Linked DNA regions of Neogale vison: region 2 is linked to region 1. The links are chromatin contacts, called in public Hi-C maps. All regions are on one chromosome and are shown on one strand. Each heading gives the region's core, a stretch centred on a gene start, on an enhancer-like site or on the middle of the called end of the contact. The rest is flanking DNA. Distances are from core to core; before and after follow the strand shown.

Region 1 (3,719 bases), core at 677-3,176:
TTAAAAAAAATTTAATAGCCCTTTTTCATTTGCCTGTGTTGGCCTGAGATTTTTTTTTCCCTTCGGTTGCATTTGCTTCTGTTAATTTCAGTTTCCAGAAGTGCTGGCAGGTGTCTTCTCAACAAAACCTGGAAAAGCTTCACCTTGAGAGAGAGAGGTTGCCAGCCCCCCCACAATGCTGATTTCCCCGTCAATGTGCCAACCCAGGATTTTTTAATAGAAAATAAACATTTAAACGAGCATACGACAAAGCTCATTTAATTAATGCAACTGACTACGTAAACCAGGAGAGCCGGATGCATGAGAATAGCAAGTGAGCTCTTGCAGACCCACGGAATGGAGCGTCGCCTCTGCTCAGACCCCACTGATGCGACAACTGCCTCCTGCCTCACGTGACCATCTCACGTGCTTCAAATCTCTGAGATTAACGCGAGAAGAGAAAATATACATTGTATAAGCGCTGAGTCTCAGCAGATCTCCCAACTGTTCCAAGTGAGAAAGGACAAATTTGAGAGGAGGGGTCTCGTCCACTTTTCCCCACTGTCCGCGAGCGCATGTTCTGAGCACGCTGGCTCACCCTTCTCGGGACGCTGTCAGAGGAAAGGGGACAGATGCGCCCCCCTCCCCACCCCAAGTCAATCCGGCTCCTCGGGTGCAGGGTCTGCTGGAGTGCTGGGGCTCAGGAATGCTCAGCTGAAGCACTGGTCACAAGCGCCAGAGGGCTAGGCATGAGGTTCGCTCCCACCCCTGCAGGCTCTGTCCCACCTAGAACACCCAAGGTGAGTCTCACACTCCAGTCCGGAACCCAGGGCCATTTCCTGTTGGACAGTGACATCCCAGATTGCTGTCATTAAATCCGAAGGGGGCTGGGAGGAGGGGGCAGGTGGTGAACTACTACCTGTTTGCTCAAGCCGCCAGAGCAGAAGCCATTTCTTGCCCTGCAAACGGGGGCCAGAGGGCACATGTGTTTGGCAGACACAGCTGTTCAGAAAATCCATCTCTGGGTTTGCTTTTGCGTTTTGGAAAACAGGTCAGTGCCGCTTTGATTGAGGGAAAAAATTTCTTCTTCATTGACAATAGTGAGTTCCAATTTTCTCCTCCTATGCGGCCTTTCCCCCCAAAGCCCACCCTCCCCCCACCCTCCCCCTTCACACCCAGTGTCTCTAAGACACACTGGAACAGCGGATGCTTGGGGAGCCCATCTGAGTGAGGACCTTGTCAAGCCACTGCAAAGGCCCATTCAGGTGCAGCTCAATCCAGCAGGGGGTGCTGGTCACCGTTTGTCTCCTGCAAGACATAGGGAGAGGGGTGGGCTGGGAGACTTCAAAAAGGAGCAGAAGGACACACATACAAGTCAGAACACCTCTTCCTGCTTTGATGAGAGTCCTCTAGCCAGAGCCAGAGATAGGCCCATGGCGGCTTCCTAGACCCTGCTCTAGAGGAGGATCCAATGACTTGCTGAGACTTCCTGGGCAAACTCCTCCAACCAGGAAGAAAGAGCCTTGAACAAATCAGGTTCTCTCGCCAGGTAAGGAAATAGCCCTTCAAGGATTAAATGTGTGAGGCAAATTCCAGGGTATCCTACTTGTCCACCCATTTCTGTGACAGGCCCCCCCATAAAGAACTTCCAGCCTGAACCAAGGTCTCCCTGGGTCCCATCTGTCCTGAATGGGCAGCCTCAGCTCCAGGGCCAGGTCCGGTCCCAGCAGGCCCTGATGACGTGTGTCTGTCTGATGGAGGGGTGTTTTCTGCACAGCGCCGACAGAATCTACATGCCATCAGTTCCCAATGTGCTGATATAATTCCCATCTATGGCCTTATTTTGGAAAATCTTACAAGCTGAGCAAGCCATGGAACAATTACTGGAAAAAACCAAGGCACACCACACGTTTCTTTTCCCCAAAGCACTTTGTCTAAATTCAGGCTGGTTGATGACGCAGCCCACAGGCGAGCTCCCAAAGGCCTCCAGTGAGCAAAGGCTATCTGCTGAGGCCGGAGGCGCTTGTGCCAGCTGGAGGTGAGAGGCCTGGGCCCGGGGCCCTCCCCGCTGTTGGCCATCTGACAGGAGGGATGAAACCTTACTCTCTCTTTGGCCCAAGAGGCAGAAGGAGGGCAAGACTGTTCTGGGAAGGGGCCGCACCCGCCCATTAGGCAGCTCTGTGGGGCTGCCAGGTGGCAGTGACGCGGTAGGCCACACAGGACCCCACGTGCTGGCAGCATGTCCCACATGGTGACACAGTGCCCCTAGGGAAAGGCTTCCACCACCAAGGGACCTCCTCCCAGCACTTGGGAGCTGGAGGGCCACTGTGGTGTGCAAGCTTGAGGGCTTTTAGCTCGAGGCCATTGCCCTCCTTGCTTGGCCCAGGCTGGAGGTTTCTAGATGGGCTTGTGGACCCCAGGGTGCCTCTCTGACCTGAAATGCCTGAGTACAGTCCTCTGAGAAGTCTGGGTGTAGGAAGAGCAAAAGGACTTCTATCTGGCTCTTTTCCATTGGTGTCCAGCTAAGTAGTTCCCTTCCCCACTGAAAGAAAAATACTAATTTTGTAACCTTTCACTCTGGTCCCATAAATGATTTCAGCCGGGACCAAAATGTGGGCTAAAATCTCTCTTGGGCTGGGCCCTCGGGCCTGGGCTCATCTCCTCAGGCTGTCATAACTGGGCTGTAAGTTCTCCTGAGAGGCCTGACTACTTTCATTACTCGGTTAGTCACTCATCCTGGATTTTACAGAGACGCCCCCTCCCTCCCCAGACCAAGGTGCTGTGTTCCCTGGGCCTGTGGGGCAGACACAGGGAATAGCAGCTCAAATACGGTAAATAAGAGAGGACTTTACGGACCGAAATCCTCTAATGAGAATCTGACTTTCCATAAGTCATGCTCATCTGGATTTCATTACAAACGGTGGCCCAGAGCCAATACTGAAATGGGTTTGGCCTGGGTGCAGAATGACTACAAAACAAAATGGATTCCAAACATCTGGAAAAATGAAGAGAAGGGGGCAGTCACTCGCAAGGCACTGGCCCAGGCTGCCTCGCGGGCTCCTCTGCGTCTGCCACAGCAGCTGGGGGCCGGAGGGCCACAGGGCTCTGGCCCTCACACCCTCCAGTCTAGGCGTGGAAAGAAAAGGGACCAGCTTCGCCAAACCCAAAGCAGAATGCTCTGGGAGATTCAACAGAAGAGACCAGGTAGACCTGACCAGGGCTATGTTTAAACCAGTATCTGAAATTCTGAAAAAATAAATAAATAAAACTCCTTTCTTAGCGAGTAAACTCTGTTCCTTTTTGACTACCCAAATCTTCTCTCCTCCCATCTGCCTCTCAATTTTAATACCTGAGCTCCTCAGGGTCACCTCCATCAGAGGCAGAGCCCCAGAGAAGGGCAGAACAACTCCTTGGAGAGGGCTGTCCTAAAATCATCTGCCCAAAATGTACAACGAGCAAGAAGCCAAGAGGCAGAGTGCTAGGCTCAGCTTTTCCGCTAATGATGTGACTTCAGGTGAGTCACTTTCCCTCCCTGGGCCTTGGTCCTCTCATCTGTGCACCGGCAGTGGTGCCAGAGACCCCGGCTAGGGTGATGGTGAGGAAGATGTGTTTCTGGTGCTTGAGACACTGCCTTGCTCAGGTCTTCCTTACCCAGCGTGGCTTGGGCCCTCCCGGCCCGCCGAGCCATGGCCTCTGATCCTTGGTCTCTGCTCTCTGGGGGGAGGGTGGCCTATCTTATC
Region 2 (3,719 bases), core at 409-2,908, 110 kb after region 1:
CCACTCCTGGCCCAGCAGCAAGGCCCACAATCTCTGTGGGACTTGGGCCCTGCAGACCCTCTGCTCATTCCTCTGCAGCCTGGGACCCCCAGGGACATCCCACCCCATGCACACACACAAACGTCTATGCACACACACAAACATCCTTGGTGCAGAGTCAGAATTTAAAGGGGGCCCAGAGGGAGAGACAGGAGGCTAAGTTGTCCCCCCTACCCTGACTCTCTCTCTCTCTCAAACACACACACACACACACACACACACACACACACACACTTCCCAGCCAGGGGCAGCAACACTAAGAGAAAGCCCTGGGGAGTGAAGTCACTGACCCCTTCCATCAGCCATCTGTGAGCTCCCGCCTGACCTAACTAGCGCGATGCGGAGGAGAAAGGAGGTCCAGACAGATGGCAAAGCGCTTTGGGAAGGAGGGCTCTGCAGGAATGCGAGGGCCGATGCGAGGCCCACTTTGGGGTGCGTTGTTATCTGATCAGCTCGAAGCTCGTTCTCTCCTCCATCAGCCCGCAATCTCAGGCTGAAAGCTGGACAAAACAATCGTCGGGGAAGGGGGAGAAGAGAAGACCCTAACCTCTGCCACTTGTCTCTCATTTGAAAGCACTGCGCGGCAACTAAAGTGCGTGTGTGCGGAGGGGGCGGGAGACTGGCACAACCGAGTCTAAAAATACTGGATAAAAATGCTAATCCCGAAGGCAAAGAGAGAACGAAGAAGGAATCTGTCAATCACGAGGCTCCCGCTCCTCACCCACAGCCCCAGCTGTACGGACTGCATTCCTGTTGCAGAGGAAAGAAGTGGGGGGACAGGACTGAAGGAAAGAAAGGGAGAGACACCACCACCTCCACGAGCGCGGGCCGCGGGGGCGGGAGGCGGCGGCGGAGGAGGGGCTCCGGCCCGCGGAGCTGAACAAAGCGGGCCTCAACTTCTAGCCCGCAGCTCCCCGGAGTGGGGGCTGCCAATTCCAGCAGCACCCCCCTTTCGCGGAGGTGAAACATGAATGTGAGGTCTGGAAGTGAGAGTGCCCCGTGGAAGCCCCAGGCTCTGAATCTTTGCAAATTCAGAGAAGGTTTTGTTTGGGGTCCCCCCCACCAGCCTCTTCCGGACCGCGCTCCCTCTGCCTCCCCCTTACACACACACATACACACACGAGCCCTTTAGCTCCAACCCCACCCGACCGGCCCCGCCATGCCAGGGGTCTGGGCGGGCGCGCCCCCCGGGTCGCTAGGGCCCCCCACCTGGGGATGGTGATGCACTTGGTGTTGACGTTCTGCGTGGTGATGGCCTTCTCCAGTTCGTCCAGCTGCCCCGTCTTCTTGAGCTTCTTGACCAAACTCTTGACCGCCTTCTCGCACCACTTCTCCTCCTGCCCGTTCTGCTCGCCCTTCTTCCAGCCCAGCAGGCGCTTCACGATCGGGGGGGTGAAGGGCAGGATGGACGACATGGCTGGGGAGGGCGCGCGGGCGGCGAGGGGCGCCCCCGGCGGGGCTGGGAGCGATGGGTCGCCGAGAGGGCGCAGAGGGGAGCTCGGCCGCCCAAACTTCGCCCCAACTCCCGGCGAACGCGAACTTGCCCGTGCTCCCGGCCGGGCCGCGGCGCTGCAGCCAGCGGGGCTCGGCGCGCGGCCCTGCGCCCCGAGCGGTTCCCGCGGCGGGAAGGAGGGCGGCGGGGGAGGCGGGCGGACAGCCGACAGCGGCGCCGGGTCGGGAAGGCCCCGAACGCCGGGCGGAGGCGGCGGCCGCGAGACTCAGAGTGGCAGAAGAAAGTTTGGGTTTCCGCACGGGGTAGCTGTTTGGGTGCCGCCTCCAGGAAGGAAAGTCCAACCCCCCAGCCAAACTTTGCTCGCCTCGCTCGCTTTGATGCGCAGATCCCTCCGCCTAGGCAGCCTCGCTTCCCCGCTCCCCTCCTCCTTCCCGGCTCGCTCGCTCGCTCGCTCGCTGGGCCGGCCCGGGGCGTGCGCCGCGCTCCCGCTCCCGCTCCCGCTCCCTCTCCCGCTCCCGCCCGCTCCCAGTCTGTGTTTCATGCAAATCCGCGTGCAGCCTCCTTTCCAAGCGCTGTCACCGCCCCCTCGCCGCCGGGGCTCCCCGCCTCCTCCCCCGCGCCCCGCCGCCTCCGCCCCCGGGCGCCTTGCCCACCCCCAGCCTCCGGGAGGGCGCCCGGCCTTCCCCCTCCCCGCGCAGAGCACGCCCACGTGGGCGACCCCGTCCGGCAGCGGCCCTGCCTGGTGCGCGCAGGACCCCGCGCGGCCCGGACCTCTAGTCGGGCGGGCGCCGGGAGGAAGTCGTGGGAACCCAGCGGCGAGAGGGGAGGGCCGGGCTCTTGCCGTGGCGTCCACTCTCTGCACCCACACTCAGGAAGCTCCGTTGCAGTGTCGGGCTGGAGAGGGCCAGACTGGCAGCTAGCGAGCGCTCTCCGGCCGGAGGCTGGCGGCGCACCCATGAGGGCACCCGGGTCCGAGAAAGGGTGCGCGGAAGCGTGAGGCCCAGGAAGTCGGGGCGCGCTCTTGGATGTGCGCGGGCTGATGCCGGCCAGGTGCTTTGGAGGCGCCGGAGTCCCTGGAGCTGTTTTTGTTGTTGAGGTTGGGGTTTTGTTTATTGTTTTTTTATTCTCTCCTCGGTGAGATCACACCGGCTGAGAGCCCCCCCCGAGCCTGTGTGCGAAGGAGAGAGTTGGGATGGGGGGATGGAGATTTGAGGATCCATGAGACTCCCTGGATAATAGCCGGAGCCTGGGGTCCCTTGGGCCTTGTGAATCAAGTCCCGGGCAGAAAATGGGCCTCAAAAGACATCTGTTGAGTTCATGAAGGAATGAATGGGGGCGCTTTCGAATTTATCTTGGGGGGGGAGGGGAGATTACATTACTGGGTGTTTGCAGTCTTAGGATACAAAAAAAATCCGAAATTCGACACCCCCAAAACTAGGAGAAAGCTTTGTTTCCAAAGCTGTGAACTCGCAGAAAGTGGGGCAGAGGGGGAGTACTCGGGAGGTTTCTGTATTCAAACTTAGGCTCGGTGGGAAGCAAAGAAACCCCAAGACACGGGGGCGCCTGGGGATTGTCTCCCCACCAGCAGAATTCGGGGCCTTCTAGGCGCAAACCCTACAGTTGCGGTCGGGAGTTATTCCAGACCCTCTGGCCTTTTCTCCTGCTGCCCCTCCCCTGCCAGGCCTCTAGCCGGGTGTCTACAGCCTTTGTTTGTTTTTAACAGCAGGAAACCCCCCCCACCCGGTGAGAAAGACGTTATCCGCTAGCGGGTGGGGAGTTACAAAGCTCTGTGAGGTGTGGCCCAATCCACAAAATCCGCCGGGTAGCTGCAGGGGTCCCTGCCTTGGAGAGAATGGCCTCCCACAGGCCCATCAGCTGCCGGGAACGGCCGTGTTCTTCACACTCCCCTCCTAACTCCCCTGCCGCTTGGCCCTGAGAACCCCTGAACCCCAAGTGGGGCTTTCCCTTTCCTGGCTAGACCTCAGGTCACCTGCGGTCCCTGTAGTGTGAGGTTTCATTTTGTTCCTCCCAGCCCTCATCAGAAAAAAAAGAGAGAGAGAAAGAAAGAAAAGGAAACAACAGTCAACATGAATTGGTGGCCTTCTTCATTCCAGGTAACCCAAATGCTGCTTTCTGCTTTAATCCTCAGAACGGCACCCCCAGGGAAGATATCCCTGTGCCTCCCGTTTACAGGTGCACGTAGAACCTACAATACTTAACTCGGGTT

What was found. A called contact is a pair of places that touch in the nucleus more often than the background predicts.
Region 2: a contact with region 1 is called in a Hi-C map of tongue, with 3 times the contacts expected there. The contact joins the promoter of SMAD3 here to the enhancer-like site in region 1. A contact is called at or near these places in 3 of 3 Hi-C or Micro-C datasets (fibroblasts, muscle and tongue).

The regions. Positions count from the first base shown.
Region 1 is chr13:99,720,100-99,723,818 of ASM_NN_V1, forward strand. SMAD3 (mothers against decapentaplegic homolog 3) reads right to left here. Exons shown (of 9, transcript XM_044231368.1): 9 at 1-1,287. The coding sequence ends at 1,164. Among named protein-coding and RNA genes, the nearest start is that of AAGAB, 62 kb to the left of the region's middle. Within about 2 kb of position 1,927, the one cell type or tissue checked has open chromatin away from gene starts, as enhancers often do. A contact at or near this core is called in fibroblasts, where this site is marked.
Region 2 is chr13:99,831,602-99,835,320 of ASM_NN_V1, forward strand. It overlaps SMAD3 (mothers against decapentaplegic homolog 3), which reads right to left and starts at 1,659. Exons shown (of 9, transcript XM_044231368.1): 1 at 1,249-1,659. The coding sequence starts at 1,454.